Regions from separate parts of the Mus musculus genome. Here all the other regions are linked to region 1. Evidence: chromatin contacts called from public ChIA-PET and HiChIP or PLAC-seq data. All regions are on one chromosome and are shown on one strand. Each heading gives the region's core, a stretch centred on a gene start, on an enhancer-like site or on the middle of the called end of the contact. The rest is flanking DNA. Distances are from core to core; before and after follow the strand shown. Region 1 holds the start of Hrc (histidine rich calcium binding protein). Region 2 overlaps Sec1 (secretory blood group 1). Region 3 overlaps Nosip (nitric oxide synthase interacting protein).

The links. ChIA-PET counts read pairs in DNA pulled down with a chosen protein or histone mark. HiChIP or PLAC-seq counts read pairs in DNA pulled down with a chosen protein or histone mark.
Region 2: an H3K4me3 HiChIP or PLAC-seq map of bone marrow-derived macrophages shows a contact between it and region 1, with 5 times the contacts expected there. The contact joins the enhancer-like site here to the promoter of Hrc in region 1. A contact is called at or near these places in 2 of 39 promoter capture datasets (hematopoietic stem and progenitor cells and liver) and 5 of 115 datasets of contacts at active chromatin or transcription factors (bone marrow-derived macrophages, embryonic stem cells, extraembryonic endoderm stem cells and 1 more).
Region 3: an RNA polymerase II ChIA-PET map of effector CD8 T cells shows a contact between it and region 1, with 17 read pairs. The contact joins the enhancer-like site here to the promoter of Hrc in region 1. A contact is called at or near these places in 2 of 39 promoter capture datasets (the HPC-7 cell line and cranial neural crest), 2 of 484 Hi-C or Micro-C datasets (both in cortical neurons) and 4 of 115 datasets of contacts at active chromatin or transcription factors (effector CD8 T cells, forebrain, stem cell-derived epiblast-like cells and 1 more).

Annotation. Positions count from the first base shown.
Region 1 is chr7:45,333,416-45,337,928 of GRCm38.p6, reverse strand. Hrc (histidine rich calcium binding protein) reads right to left here and starts at 2,660. Exons shown (of 6, transcript NM_010473.2): 1 at 555-2,660; 2 at 398-468; 3 at 1-42. The coding sequence starts at 2,502. Trpm4 (transient receptor potential cation channel, subfamily M, member 4) reads left to right here and starts at 4,149. Exons shown (of 25, transcript NM_175130.4): 1 at 4,149-4,242; 2 at 4,477-4,513. The coding sequence starts at 4,219.
Region 2 is chr7:45,677,821-45,682,333 of GRCm38.p6, reverse strand. Sec1 (secretory blood group 1) reads left to right here. Exons shown (of 4, transcript NM_001271578.1): 4 at 2,810-4,513. The coding sequence ends at 3,882. Among named protein-coding and RNA genes, the nearest start is that of Ntn5, 3.9 kb to the left of the region's middle. Within about 2 kb of position 2,228, at least 134 of the 459 cell types and tissues checked have an H3K27ac peak or open chromatin away from gene starts, as enhancers often do. A contact at or near this core is called in bone marrow-derived macrophages, extraembryonic endoderm stem cells and pancreatic cancer cells, where this site is marked.
Region 3 is chr7:45,068,152-45,072,664 of GRCm38.p6, reverse strand. All of the region lies in intron 1 of Nosip (nitric oxide synthase interacting protein), which reads right to left. Among named protein-coding and RNA genes, the nearest start is that of Nosip, 8.0 kb to the right of the region's middle. Within about 2 kb of position 2,759, at least 45 of the 459 cell types and tissues checked have an H3K27ac peak or open chromatin away from gene starts, as enhancers often do. A contact at or near this core is called in effector CD8 T cells and stem cell-derived epiblast-like cells, where this site is marked.

The sequences.
Region 1 (4,513 bases), core at 1,411-3,910:
GTTCTCCTCATCACAGTGACAGCTTTCACATTCGGTACATCGCTGGGAATAGGAAGCGCCTGGTTAGAGGGACCCCTAGCCCCAAACCCCTCGGGAGAAAATCACTTCAGCTGTTGACCTCCATGTCTGAACTCAGAGTCCCCCTCTTCTCTGGGGACACCACCCACCCTGGTTTCCCATCCCAAGACAACCCCAAGCCCATGTGACCCGTTCACTGGAGTTTGGGACCTGTGAGTGCTCACACAGACACCTGCCTGCCACCCTGTGACCCTCACCTGGAGACCTTAACCTTATTTCCCCAGTGGCCCCACCCCCAGCTTTGCTCCTCCCACTCCCAGGCTCTCAGGCCCCCATGGCACCCCAGGGTGTGCTGAGCAGCTCTGGGCTAGGGACCTACGTTGCAGAAAGAACAGTAGCCACACAAAGACCCTGGCTGGTAATTTTCGTACTCCTGGGCATCCTGCTGACCTGTGGGGACAGGAGGGCAACAGTGACTCGAGCTGGCCAGCTCTGCCTCCCTCCCCCAGCCTCACCCGTGGAGCCAGGTCACTTACCTGTGACCTCACGGCTCTCCTCTTCACTGGAACCTTCTCTGGCCACCTCTCTCCCAGCGAGTGGGTTTGGGATAATGGTGAAAGGTAGTAGGTTTTCCTCCAGGATCTCCTCCTCTTCCTCCTCCTCTTCCTCCTCCTCTTCCTCCCCCTGCTTCCTATGATGGCTCAGTGGAGCTGAAACTGCAGCCCTGTCTACCTTGCTTTCTTTCTCATCTTTTTCTTCCTCTTCATCATCTTCCTGGCTCATGGGGAGGCTATGGCCCCCCTCTTTCTCCTCCTCCTCCTCCTCCTCCTCCTCCTCCTCCTCCTCCTTCTCCTCCTCACTATGGGCTTGCCTCTGCTCTGGGTCTTCATCTCCCTCTTGAGAGCTGTGGTCACCTTCCTTCCTTGATTCTCTTGAACTGGGTCCTGTGGGTTGCAGGGGCTGATGAGCAATCTCTCCCTGAACAGGCTCTCTGTGACCCTGCCTCGCCCTTTCATCTTGATCTTGTAGCCTGTGGCTGGGGGCCTTGTGGCCAAACTCAGTAGAAATGTCCTCATCATCACCCCTGGAGGCTCTGTGGTGGTGATGGCCTGGGACTTCATTCATGTGTTCTTCTAGAGAGTCCTCCTCCCTGTCAGCATTGTGGCCTTGGGGACGGTGGCTTGCAACATGGTGGCTGTACTTGACTGCTACCTCTTCTTCACTCTCACGTCCAAGATCATGGTGAGCATGTCTAGGAGACTGGTGCCAGTGTTCAGTGGATACAGCCTCATCTTCCTCTTCCTCATTTTGGTGGCTTTGGCGGCCATGGCTGGGGACATGATGGTAGTCTTCTTCTGAGTCATCCTCATCATCTTTGTGCTCATGGTCTCTGTGTCTGTGGGCTTGATGCACATGCTCAGTAGAGTCATCATCTCCATCATCATCATCATCATCTTCTTCTTCTTCATAGCCTTGGCGTCCATGCCTGGAGACATGATGATCATCTTCATCTGACTCATCCTCATCTTCTTCCTTCCTGTGGCCTTGGGTCTGGTGCCGGTGCTCAGTGGAGTCTTCTTTATCTTCATCATCATCATCATCATCATCATCGTCATCTTGCTCTTCGTTGTGGCCTTGGTGGTCCTGGGTATGGTGTCTGTATTCACCAGAGTCACCGTCTTCATCATCATTTTCATCTTCTCGGCCTTGAACTCTGTGGGTGTGACTGTCTTCATCTGAGTCCCCATCGTCTTCCTCCTCATGATCCTGATATCTGTGAGCTTGGTGTCCATGCTCAGTAGAGACACCATCGTCATCGTCATCATCACTGTGGCCTTGGTGCCTGTGGCTGTGGGCATGATGGAGTTCATCTCTCTCCTTTGAGTGGCTCTGGTGACCATGGACCTGGTGTTCATTATCATCAGAGTCCTCCATCACATCCACCCTCTCCTCCTCCTCTCCTCCATCATCGTCATCATCTTCCTCTCCGTGGCCATGGTGGGCATGCCTGGGGACGTGACGGTGATACTCACTGGAGACAATGCCATCCTCATCTTCGTGGCTGTGGCTCCTCTGTCTGGGGAGGTGGTTCTCTGCCGAGTCTCCTAAATCTTCATTGTCATGTTCCCGGTGCCCGTGGAGCTGTCTAACATGCCCTCTGAAGACCTCTTCAGAGACATTCTCCTCTCCAACCTCGCGGCCAGGGTACCTGTGGTCTTGGACCCTGTGGCCATATTCCCTGGAGAAGTCTTCACCCTCTTCTCTGTGGCCTCTGTCCTTCTCACCTTGATATCCCCGGTGGATGTGGTGACCAAACTCAGTTGATAGGTCCTCTGAGGACCCAGGGATGCCTGCATTGTTGTTCCAGTTGCCCAGGCCCAGACCGGCCCCTCTCAACTCCTGGGTCACCACTGGAGGGACCAGCAGGATGGCCACTGTGGCCCAAAGGAGACAAGTGTGCAACCATGGCCCCTGGAAGCCCATGGGGACGTTTAGCAGCTGAGCGTCTGACCAGGCTGGCTTCAGCTGCCTCTGATGGGTCCTTGTGCCTTTTTGGCTTTGACTTTCAGATTGTCCCTTTTGTCGTGGTATAGCTCCCACTCTCTGCCTCTCTATCTTCCTCAGGTCTTGGATGACCCTCTGAGGATGTCCCCTTTGCAGCTGTGACCCTGGTTCCAGGACCTCCCTTCCCACTGCTGGACCAATGGGGTCTGTCCCCTCCCCTTCTTGCTGCTAAATTTATCCAGAGCCTAAGTTATTCTGGTCACTCCCTGCCTGCCCCTCCCCTCCTGTTCCTCTGGCTCAGGACTGGGTGGTGGAGGGGTCTTCATGGCGGGGGCGGGGGGGGGGAGGCAGGGACGTGACAAGCTCAAGTTTGGCATTTTTAGCACAAAGGCTGAACGTTTAGAGTGTCTTGCTGGGAAAGCCTGGGGCTCTGGGAGAGGAGGATGCAGGAGCAGAGGGCCCCCTGCAAGGTAAACACTGGGAAGCGTGCAGGCAGAATGGGACATTCGGTGTGACAGTGGTGTCCTGCAGAAGCTGTGGAAGACAGTGAAGGAATACTGTGCCCAACACCCCATGACCTCCTCTCACTGGAACTCAGATCTGGGGACAGGGGACCAGACCAGTGCTATAAATACAACAGGGGGGAGGTGCTGGGGGCTCAGGTTACTAGGCCTCAGCTGTCCCCACCAAAGGGACTTGGCTGCAAACAGGTGTCACTGCCTTCTCTGCTGGTCAGTGTCACCCACCCCACACTTGTCAGTATATCCACCGTCTTTGAGTTTTTGTCCTTTATGAGTCAACCCCCCCCCCCCCATTATAGTCACTGTTCTGAGCTTCCGTGTTTCTTCTCAGGATTCTAACCTCTCCTCTCCTACTGTGTCTTCCCTGATCCTTCTCTTTGATTCTTCTCTCTCTCTCTTTCTGTGTGTGTGTGTCTGTCTGTCTGTTTCTCTGTGTGTGTCTGTCTGTCTCTGTGTGTGTGTGCCTGTCTCTCTGTGTGTCTGTCTGTCTCTGTGTGTGTGTCTGTGTTTGTCTCTGTCTCTCCTCTGTGTGTGTGTGTTTTCTCTCTCTCTGTCTCTCTCTTTCTCCCTGTATCTCTGTCTCTGTGTGTGTGTCTCTCTCTCTAGTTCTCTCTGTGTCTCTGTTCTCTCTGTCTCTCCTCTCTGAATCTGGGACTCTGTTGCTCTATCACTTTGTATTTCTATCTGTCTCTAACTATCTCTGGATATCTCATTCTTTTTCTGTATTGCTGTCTTCATATTCTCTCTCTCTCTCTCTCTCTCTCTCTCTCTCTCTCTCTCTCTCTCTCTCTCTCTGGGTCTCTGCCCCCTTTTCTTTCTCTGGGTCCCTCTCTTAGTTTCTGTCTCTCTCTCTCTGGGTCTTTCTCTCAGTCTCTGTCTCTCCGAATCTATGTTTGTCCCATGGCTGACATCTATCGTGTGCCCCACTCTGCTTCCTTCGTTCCTCCGCTTGCTCTGCCTTCCAACTCTCGGTCTTTCTTGTCCCCCAAACCGACCCCATCACTGGTTTGGCAGCAGAGTTTGTCCCTCCTCCGCAGCCGCCCTCTCCCCGCCTCCCGTGACGTGTCCCGGGACTCCCCGCCCCGGGCTGGGCTGCGAAGTTGCGGATCCGGTTTGGTCGGGCGGGTCGGCGGCTGGAGGAAATACACGGAGCCTCAGGGGCTGCGGCAGCAGCATGGTGGGGCCGGAGAAGGAGCAGGTATCGCACAGCGTGGGGCTGGGAGTGAGTGGGGTCCAGAGGCGGAGCCAGCTCCGGGGATCCGGGTCAGATGCTGCAGTGGCTGGACCAGGAGTTCCCAGACCGAGCTGCGTGGGTTCCTGGCTGAGCCCGAGGGAGGAGTTCCCAGTGTGTCCCGTGGGCGCGCGGGGTTGTCTTCGAATCCTGTGGGTCTGACTCGACTCCCTGCCCTGCCCTTCTTGTTCCGGTTCTCAGAGCTGGATCCCTAAGATCTTCAGGAAGAAGGTGTGCA
Region 2 (4,513 bases), core at 979-3,478, 340 kb before region 1:
CATAAAGAGAGGAAGCGGTTGTTTGCCTTATCCTTAGGGTGGTGCGTTAGTCTTTTTTCTGCTGCTGTGATAAACATCAGGACCAAAAGCAACCTAGGGAGGAAAGGGTTTGTTTCAGTCTGAAGTTTACAGTCCATCATAAATGGAAGTCAGAACAGGAGTTCACGGCAGGAATTTGGAGGCAGGGACTGAAGCGAAGACCATGGAGCAGTGCTGTTTAGTGGTTTGCTGTCTGTGGTTTGCTCTTCTATAACCTAGGGTCACCTGCCCAGAGGTGACACTGCCCATGGTGAGGTTGGACCTCCCATAATAATTAATCAGGAAAATGCCCCCATAACTCCCCTACAGGCTATCTGATGAAGGTGTTTTCTCAGTCAGAAAGGTCCCTGGTAACTTATGTCATGTTGATGAGAAAAGCTACCCAGCATAGATGAGTTGTGCATATCAGAGTCCACACAAGCCCAGCAGTGCCAAGGCAGAGCCTGCAGGTTAAAACCGTGGTCTCCTCAGTGAGGGCCCACACTGCATGGTGCCCACCACAGCCAGTCAGTAGCAAAGGAAAGCAGATGGAGAAATGGGACTCTAACACCTGCTGCTGCTTCCTGAAACCAGCCACATTTGACCCAGCAGTGCCACCCCAGAGAGGTGCTCAAGGGAACCAAAAAGCATCCACATCGTGAGCTATGACAGCATTGTCCATCACAGGCAGGAAATGAAGGTAACCCATACAAACTCACATAGTGACAGGCCAAGGACAAGCAGGAGTCGCCAGGCCGGATGATGTACCCTTCCACATACTAACTACGTGGCTCAGCAAGTCACGGAGACAAGACCAGCTTAGCTAAGTAAGGTAGCAGAGGGGACACAGCCAGGGCTGTGGACAAACAGTCTTTGGGATGAAGCAGGTATTAGTCAGCTCTGAGCACACCAGAGGCCACACTAGTGGAACTAGGAGAACACTGACACGGGTGGATTCTTAGATATGCAAATTCTATTCCAGTGAAGTGATTACCAGGAAACAGGTTGAACACAGACCTACACGTAAAGGCCAAACTGATAAGGCCTACCTCTTATTATAGAGTGTTTCAGAAACAGGAAGTTGGCACTGCCCACCCCCCGAGTCCTGGCCCAGAAGCAGGTGCTTGTCTCACTTGCTATATTTGACTGCTCTTGGCAGGCACAGGTCTACCCAGAGCTGCAGAGTCAGGAGCTCTGGGCAGACTGAATCTGTTATAACACAGACAATGAGAGAATGCAATGCTCATGGGTACTATGGCCAGTCTCATCTTACAAAAGAAGAAACTGAGGCACACAGACTGAGCTGAACAATGAACCTGAGCCCATAGGAAGCAAAATCACATGGCAAGTCTGGTCTGTGTAAGCACAGCCTGTTCCAGCCTCTGTAATGCACAAGTGGAGAGTTCTCTTTTGTTCTCCCATGTTCACTAGCACCTGGGGTGTAGCAGAAGCAATCGTTCCTTGTGGGCTGGGCATGATGGGAGGATATTAGAAGTGCAGCCACTGGTGTGGGTATACTGCAGGCCCACAGTGGCGCACGCCTTTAATCCCAGCACTCGGGAGGCAGAGGCAGGCAGATTTCTGAGTTCAAGGCCAGCCTGGTCTACAGAGTGAGTTCCAGGACAGCCAGGGCTACACAGAGAAACCCTGTCTCGAAAAACCAAAAAAAAGAAAGAAAGAAATAAAAGAAAAAAGAAACAGCTCGAGCAAAGTAACTGTGCCGCTGCTGAGACAAGAGGTCTGAGGATGGGTGTGAGCGCCCTGCACCCAGCGTGTCCTGCTAGTTTCTCTGGTTTTGTTTGTGTTTTCTCGAGACAGGGTTTCTCTGGCCATCCTAGAACTCTCTCTGACTGGCCTCAAACTCACAGAGATCCACCTATTTCTGCCTCCCGAGTGCTGGTATTAAAGGCGCAGGCCACCACTGCCCGGCCCCTGTTAGTTTCTCTATTTAAAGGAGCCTCTTACAAAGCCTCCCCGATGTGGGAAATCTCTATGATTATTAGTCTTGCCCTTTGAAGCCATTACAAAGTAAGGTAAGGGTTACTGGAGCATAGCGCTGCAAACCTCCTCAGAGGGAAAGTCAGCTTTCAGGAACTGATTGTCCCCTGCCACTTTGTGACATCCAGGCATTGAGCTCAGGACATCAGGCCTGCCTGGAAGTGCCTCTGCTGGCTGAGTCATCTTGCTAGCCTGAACACAATGGGCCGGATAACAGCCCAGTGACCAAAGCATGCAGAGCACACAGTCTGACACACTGGACCAAGGGTGACTCACCAGAGCTGCGGTGGGTGGGGGGCAGGGGGGCAGGGCTAGCGTTAAAGAGTTCATCACCCTCGGTACAAAACTTAGAACTTATACATTATTTACTTCTGGAAATTTCCACTTAATATTTTCAAGCCCAACTTGCCCCAAAGTAACCGGAACTCTAGAAGGTCAAACTGTGACTAGGGAGGGGCTGCTGTAGTACTCGGGAGGTTTTCACGTCCTCCCTGAAGTAACTGTTAGGATCATGGAAATGGCTGCAATCAGGTCAGAGGTGGCTAACTGGTAATTTTTGGTGATTGTAACTAGTCATGCTCATTGAACAGGTGACAGAAAGATTCAGAGGTACAGTAAGACCCATCACGTTGCCAGTAAAGGGTGGGGGCTGGCCTCAGAGCCAGACAGAAACACTTCCTGAGTGGCTGTGTTCTCAGACCTCCACCATGTGCTCAGTGGACTGTTACATGGGCTGGGTAGGAGACTTGCAACCCTGCCATGCCTTCTGACTCCTGTCTTCTCTCACTCACAGTGCTCCAGCGACTCAGGGCCATCTGCCCACCCCTCTCCACCTTCTACCTCTTCTTCGTGATTTTCGTGGTGTCTACCATCTTCCACTGCCACCGGCGCCTGAGTCTGGTGCCTGGCCCCTGGGCCTCGCCATCCCTTGTGGTCTTCCCCCCAAGACACATGCCCCGGGAGGGCATGTTCACCATCAGAGTCAAAGGCCGCCTGGGGAACCAGATGGGCGAATATGCCACGCTGTTTGCACTGGCCCGGATGAATGGACGGCTTGCCTTCATCCCTGCGTCCATGCACAGCACACTAGCGCCCATCTTCAGGATCAGCCTCCCGGTGTTGCATAGCGACACAGCCAAAAGGATCCCGTGGCAGAATTACCACCTCAACGACTGGATGGAGGAGCGTTACCGCCACATCCCGGGGCAGTATGTGCGTTTCACGGGATACCCGTGCTCCTGGACCTTCTACCACCACCTGCGCCCAGAGATCCTGAAGGAGTTCACCCTGCACGACCATGTGCGTGAGGAGGCCCAGGCCTTCCTGCGTGGCCTGCAGGTGAATGGGAGCCAGCCAAGTACCTTTGTGGGTGTCCATGTGCGCCGAGGGGACTATGTGCGTGTCATGCCCAAGGTGTGGAAGGGTGTGGTGGCTGACCGGGGTTACCTAGAAAAGGCCCTGGACAGGTTCCGGGCACGCTATTCATCTCCAGTCTTCGTGGTCACCAGTGATGACATGGCCTGGTGCCGGAAGAGCATCACTGCCTCCCGAGGGGACGTGGCATTTGCTGGCAATGGCCTTCAGGGATCGCCTGCCAAGGACATTGCATTGCTCATGCAGTGCAACCACACCGTCATCACGCTGGGGACCTTTGGGATCTGGGCTGCCTACCTCACGGGTGGGGACACTGTTTACCTGGCTAACTTTACCCAGCCCAACTCCCCCTTCCACACGGTTTTCAAGCCAGAAGCAGCTTACCTGCCCGAGTGGGTGGGCATCGCAGCTGACCTGGGACAGCCAAACACAGTAGGCTCTGGCCATGCCTCAGCCAGAGCCCCCAAGAGGCACTGGGGGGCCTTGCTGTAGTGCACATGCTCAGTGGATTTCCAGTCCTGTCTTCCATGCTTTGCAGCTGAGTGACCACAGGTCAGTGATGTCACCTTACTGCCTTCCTGGTGCTCTGAGCACAGTCTGGGCTTAGCTGAGCAGCAGCACACTCGGGTGCTTTGAGCTTCTCATTGCCCACTGCTAGCCACTGTAGGCCTACCATTCGCTGCATCTGGAGTGCTGTCTCATGGAGGCCAGTGTGTAGCTAGGGTTTCTACAGCTCTGATAAAACACCATGACAGTAAACACGTTGGGGAGCAAAGAGCCTACTTCAGCTTACAGCTTACACTTCCACATCACAGCCCTTCACTGAGGAAAATCACAGCAGGAACCTGGAGGCAGGAGCTGATACAGGGGCTGTGGAGGGGTTCTGCTCACTGGCTTGCTCTCTGTGCCTTGCTCAACCTGCTGCCTCATGCCACCCAAAGGGCGTAGAAGGCCGTTTCTAGCACACTCACACTCACTCGCCTAGAGCACAAAACCTCTGAGCTACCTCAGCCCTGGCTGGGGACCTGGTTATTGTCCCCTGCTCTGGTCTCATCAGGCATGGTGGGACACAGAGGCTCTTTAGCAGGAGGCAAGCAGATGGCAGTGGGAGGTGTGAGATGAA
Region 3 (4,513 bases), core at 1,510-4,009, 270 kb after region 1:
AGCAAACAAAAGAAGTTACTGGGGTTGGGGATTTAGCTCAGTGGTAGAGTGCGTGCCTAGCAAGCACAAGGCCCTGGGTTCTGTCCTCAGCTCTGAAAAAAACAAAAAACCCAAGTTACTATGTAAGACACTCTAGAAACAACTAAAACCTTGACTTTTTCAAAACCATTTTATTTGCTATGTGCATGCTTGCTTGTGTGACTGACGTCATGTGCAGCAATGCCTGCCAAGACCAGAAGAGGGTGACAGATCCTCTGAAGCCAGAGTTACAGGTGGCTGTGAGCTCCATGTGGGGACTGGGAAACTAAGCTGGAAGAGCAGCCATCATTACTAATGGATGAGCCATCTCTCCAGCCTGGGTATTTAGAATAACATCATTATTCTCCTTGAAAATGTAGCTGATGTAACCTAATCCTGTGATCTAAACCCATCCTTGATACTTTCCACCATTCACTTGGGTTGTTTTGTTTTTTGTGTTTGTTTGTTTGTTTGTTTGTTTTTGAGACAGCCTTGGCTGTCCTGGAACTCACTCTGTAGACCAGGCTTGGCCTCAAACTCAGAAATCCGCCTGCCTCTGCCTCCCGGGTGCTGGGATTAAAGGCGTCCCCCCCCCCCCACATTCACTTGTATCACAGTCTTTGCTGCTTTGTAGGTTCTTTATCTTCCACCTTTCACCCCTTTCTACCCTTTCAACCCCCAACACTAGAGAGAGGAAAAAGGATGGGAAGAAAAGGGTTGGGAAGGGGGCGGAGTTATCATTAAGTTACCTCCTGCTCATTATGGGCATCAAGCTCCCTGGGCAAGCTTGACAGTCAAAGTCAGGATATCTCATTTTTTTTTTTTCCTTTCCTTCTTTGTGTATGACTACTTAACAAACCCAGACCAAGAGCAACCAAGAACCAATAACCCCACTTCTCAGGGCCCTAGCATTTATAGACCCTCTGAAAACTCCTCAGAATCCAAATGTCACACAATCACAGAAACTATCTGCTGCAGCAAAATTACACCTCTGCTAGGGCACAAGGCAAATCATAGTCAGCTGCTGTGGGCGGTCTGAAGCAGCCCCACATCCCACAGCTGGGATTACAACAATCATATTCTTATAATATTTCTGTGTTCTTCAAAGAAAGCAAAGCTCCAAATTTGTCACTACCCATGTGAAACACATACATACAAACTAAAGAAAAGGTTTCACCAGAAATTAAATTTTACATATCCTTTTCTCCATGAACGTATATTTTCATTGGTTCCTATTTTAACCTGATTTCATGTCTTTGTGTTCAAAACTATTTAGGTAATCACTCATATATCTCAGCAATAGAAAAAAATACAGAGGGCTGGAGATGTTGCAGCTTAAAACTCCTATAGACACAGCCCCAGGGGATGGATCTGTCTGTCTGTCTGTCTGTCTGTCTGTCTGTCTCTCTCTCTCACACACACACACACACAAATGTAATAAACTGCTTATTTAAAAAGAAACAGGGGGTTGGAGAGATGGCTCAGCAATTAAGAGCACTGACTGCTCTTCCAGCAGTCACTGCTCTTCCAGCTACAGTGTACTTACGTATAATAAATAAATAAATCTTAATAAATAAATAAAACCTAGTATCATGTTCTTATTAAAAAAAAAAAAAGAAAAAAAGAAAAAGAAAAGAAAAGAAACAAAGGCAGGCCTGGTACTTAGTGTCCTGGCCTAAGTAACTTAGTGAGACATCACAAACTCGAGCCGAGAGCTGAGGCAGAGCTCTTGCACTAACAGAGCACTTGCCTAGCACACAAGGCCTGGTCAACCACGACACTGCAAGGAAACCAAGCACACAGAAACCAAACCCATAAGGTCTGAGAATGAGGCTTTCTGCAGTGCGCAAGCGGTAGGCAGGGCCCAAAGGGGTGGAATCCTCTCTCCCTCCCTCTATCTGAGTGTGCTGACAGATGAAAAGTTGGAAGCCCTGGGCCAGTTACACTCTGTTGCTCCCTGTGTGTGCGCCAGGAAGAGATGAACTAGGGACCCTAGATGTGGTGGCCCACACCTGCAATCCCAGGACACAGAAGCCTGAGGCAGGAGGTTCTATATTGGGTTCTAGATCAGTAAGAACTGAGAAAGACCCTGTCTCAGAAAACCCAAAGGTGGGCCCGTGAGATGGCTCAGGGTGAAGATGCTTGCTTGCCTTACAAACCCTATAACCTGAGTTCAATCTCCTGTGCCATGGAAGAATTGTCCGCTCTCTACATGTATGCTGCAGGGGTCTGACTGCAAGGACCAATCAGTCAATAGTGCTACACCCAATGGTTTCCGCAACAGGTCTCAAAAAGGCTAGGCTGGCCTCTTAAGCTTATCCTCTCAAGGAGGATAGCCTTGAACGTCTTATCCTCCTGCATCCACCTCTGGAGTCCTAGACAAGACAGGTGGGTAGCACCAAGCCCGGTGTATTTAACTTTGGAGCCAACTGGAGAGATGGCTCAGTGATTAAGAGCACTGACTGCTCTTCCAGAGGTCCTGAGTTCAATCCCCAGCAACCACATGGTGGCTCATAACCATCTGCATTGGGATCTGATGCCCTCTTCTGGTGTGCATGAAGACAGTAACAGTATATTCACATGCATAAAAATAAATAAATCTTTAAAAAAAAAGATTTATTTTGATGTGCGTGGGAGTTTTGCCTGCATGTATGTTTGTGCCCCTCATGTGTGTCTGGTGCCTGCAGAGGCCAGGTCCCCTGGAACTGCAGTTACAGACAGTTTTTCTTCACACCTTCACCACAGGGTTTCCTGTGACTGTCACCAAGCAAGGACCAGCTGAGCTAGCCACCTCCAGCTGAGAAATGTCAGCTCTAGACAGAAAGAGAAGACAATCTAACCAATAGAAGACCACAGCCTCTTATCAAAGCACCCGGTGCATTTCAGGCCAGCTAGGACTACAGCTGTGCCTGCATGGATGTCTATACACAACATGTGTGCCTGGTGCCAAGGAGGCCAGAGGATGGGGGTGAGGGTATTGGATCCCCTGGAATCGCAGTTACAGACATTGAGAGCTGCCATGTGGGTGTTGGGAATTGAACCCCAGTCCTCTGAAAGAGAACCGGAGGAGTCCTCTTCATCCCCACACTTGTTGCTTCTACAGAGGACCTGGACTCAACTTCCAGCACTGACATGGTGGCTCACAACCATCTATAACTCTAATTCCAGGGTATGCAATGCCCTCTCTGACCTCCAGAGACATTAAGTACATGAGCTCTAGAGACCACACACACACACACACACACACACACACACACACCACCTCTGCAAAACACTCATAATCTTTACATAGAGAGGTTTTGGCCAGCCATGGCTACATGGTAAAACAGTCTCAACAAAGAAACAAACAACGGAAGGGAGTGACTCAGGGCCTAAAGGGGCTTGCCATAAAGCTTGACGACCTAAGATCCATACCAGGTACCCACATGGTGGAAGAAGAGAAGGAGATTCTTGAAAGCTGACCTCTACTGGAATTGGAATGGTGACCACCAGGCCTGGCCCTAATTTTGAAATTCTGCATACTTAGGCAACCACAGGGGCTGTGGAACAATGTGTGTCATGGCTCCACAGACAAGTGACCCACAGGTGGAGAAGAGCTGTTCCACTTCCATGTGTGGGTGAGTGTGGTTCCCTACAGGGAGGGGAATGGGGCTATCTCAGGCAAACACTGTCTCCAGGCTCTGACTCCCTTAGCTCTTCTTTTAAGTCAAGATGAAGTTCCCGTTTCACGGGCATGGAAAGGAACTTGCATCTTCAAAACAAGCATTATAGCACAGTGGTACACAGAATTCTAGCAGAGCACAACAAGAAATAAAAATTCAGATCTGGAGGCTGGAAAAATAATGGCTCGGCTCAGCAGTTAAGAGCACTGGCTGCTCTTCCAGAGGACCTGCTGACCAGGGTTCAATTCCCAGTACCCACGTGAGAGCTCACAACTGTCTGTAACTCCAGTTTCAGGGGATCTGGTACCCTCATACAGATATACACACAGGAAACACAAATGCACATAAAAAATAAATCTTTAAAAAAAAAAATCAAGATCTGGTGTCTTGTGTCTGTCACCCCAGCTACCTGAGAGGGTTCTGAGGCAGAGGGTCAAAAATTCAAGGCCAGCTTCATCTACGGAGTGTAGTCAATTTATGTCCACCTCTGACTGCCTAGAAAGCCTTGCCTCACATAGAGGAGTGAGCGCCCAGTCCTGATCCTGCCCCCTTCTGTTGGCCTTTGTTTTTCAGTACATTTACACAGACTCAATACTGAGATATTTACTGATACTGAGATATCTTTTTTCTACTTAATTTTGCGTAGTTTTTCAAGACAAGAGTTTCTCTGTGTAACTCTGGCTGTCCTGGAAGTAGTTCTATAGACGAGGCTGGGCTCGAACTCAGAGATCCACTGACCTATGCCTGCTGGGCGCAGAGAGTTTCCTGAAAGCTGAGATTAGAGGAATGTGCCACCACACCCAGCTTTGTTTGCTGCCTGCGTGTATGCCTGC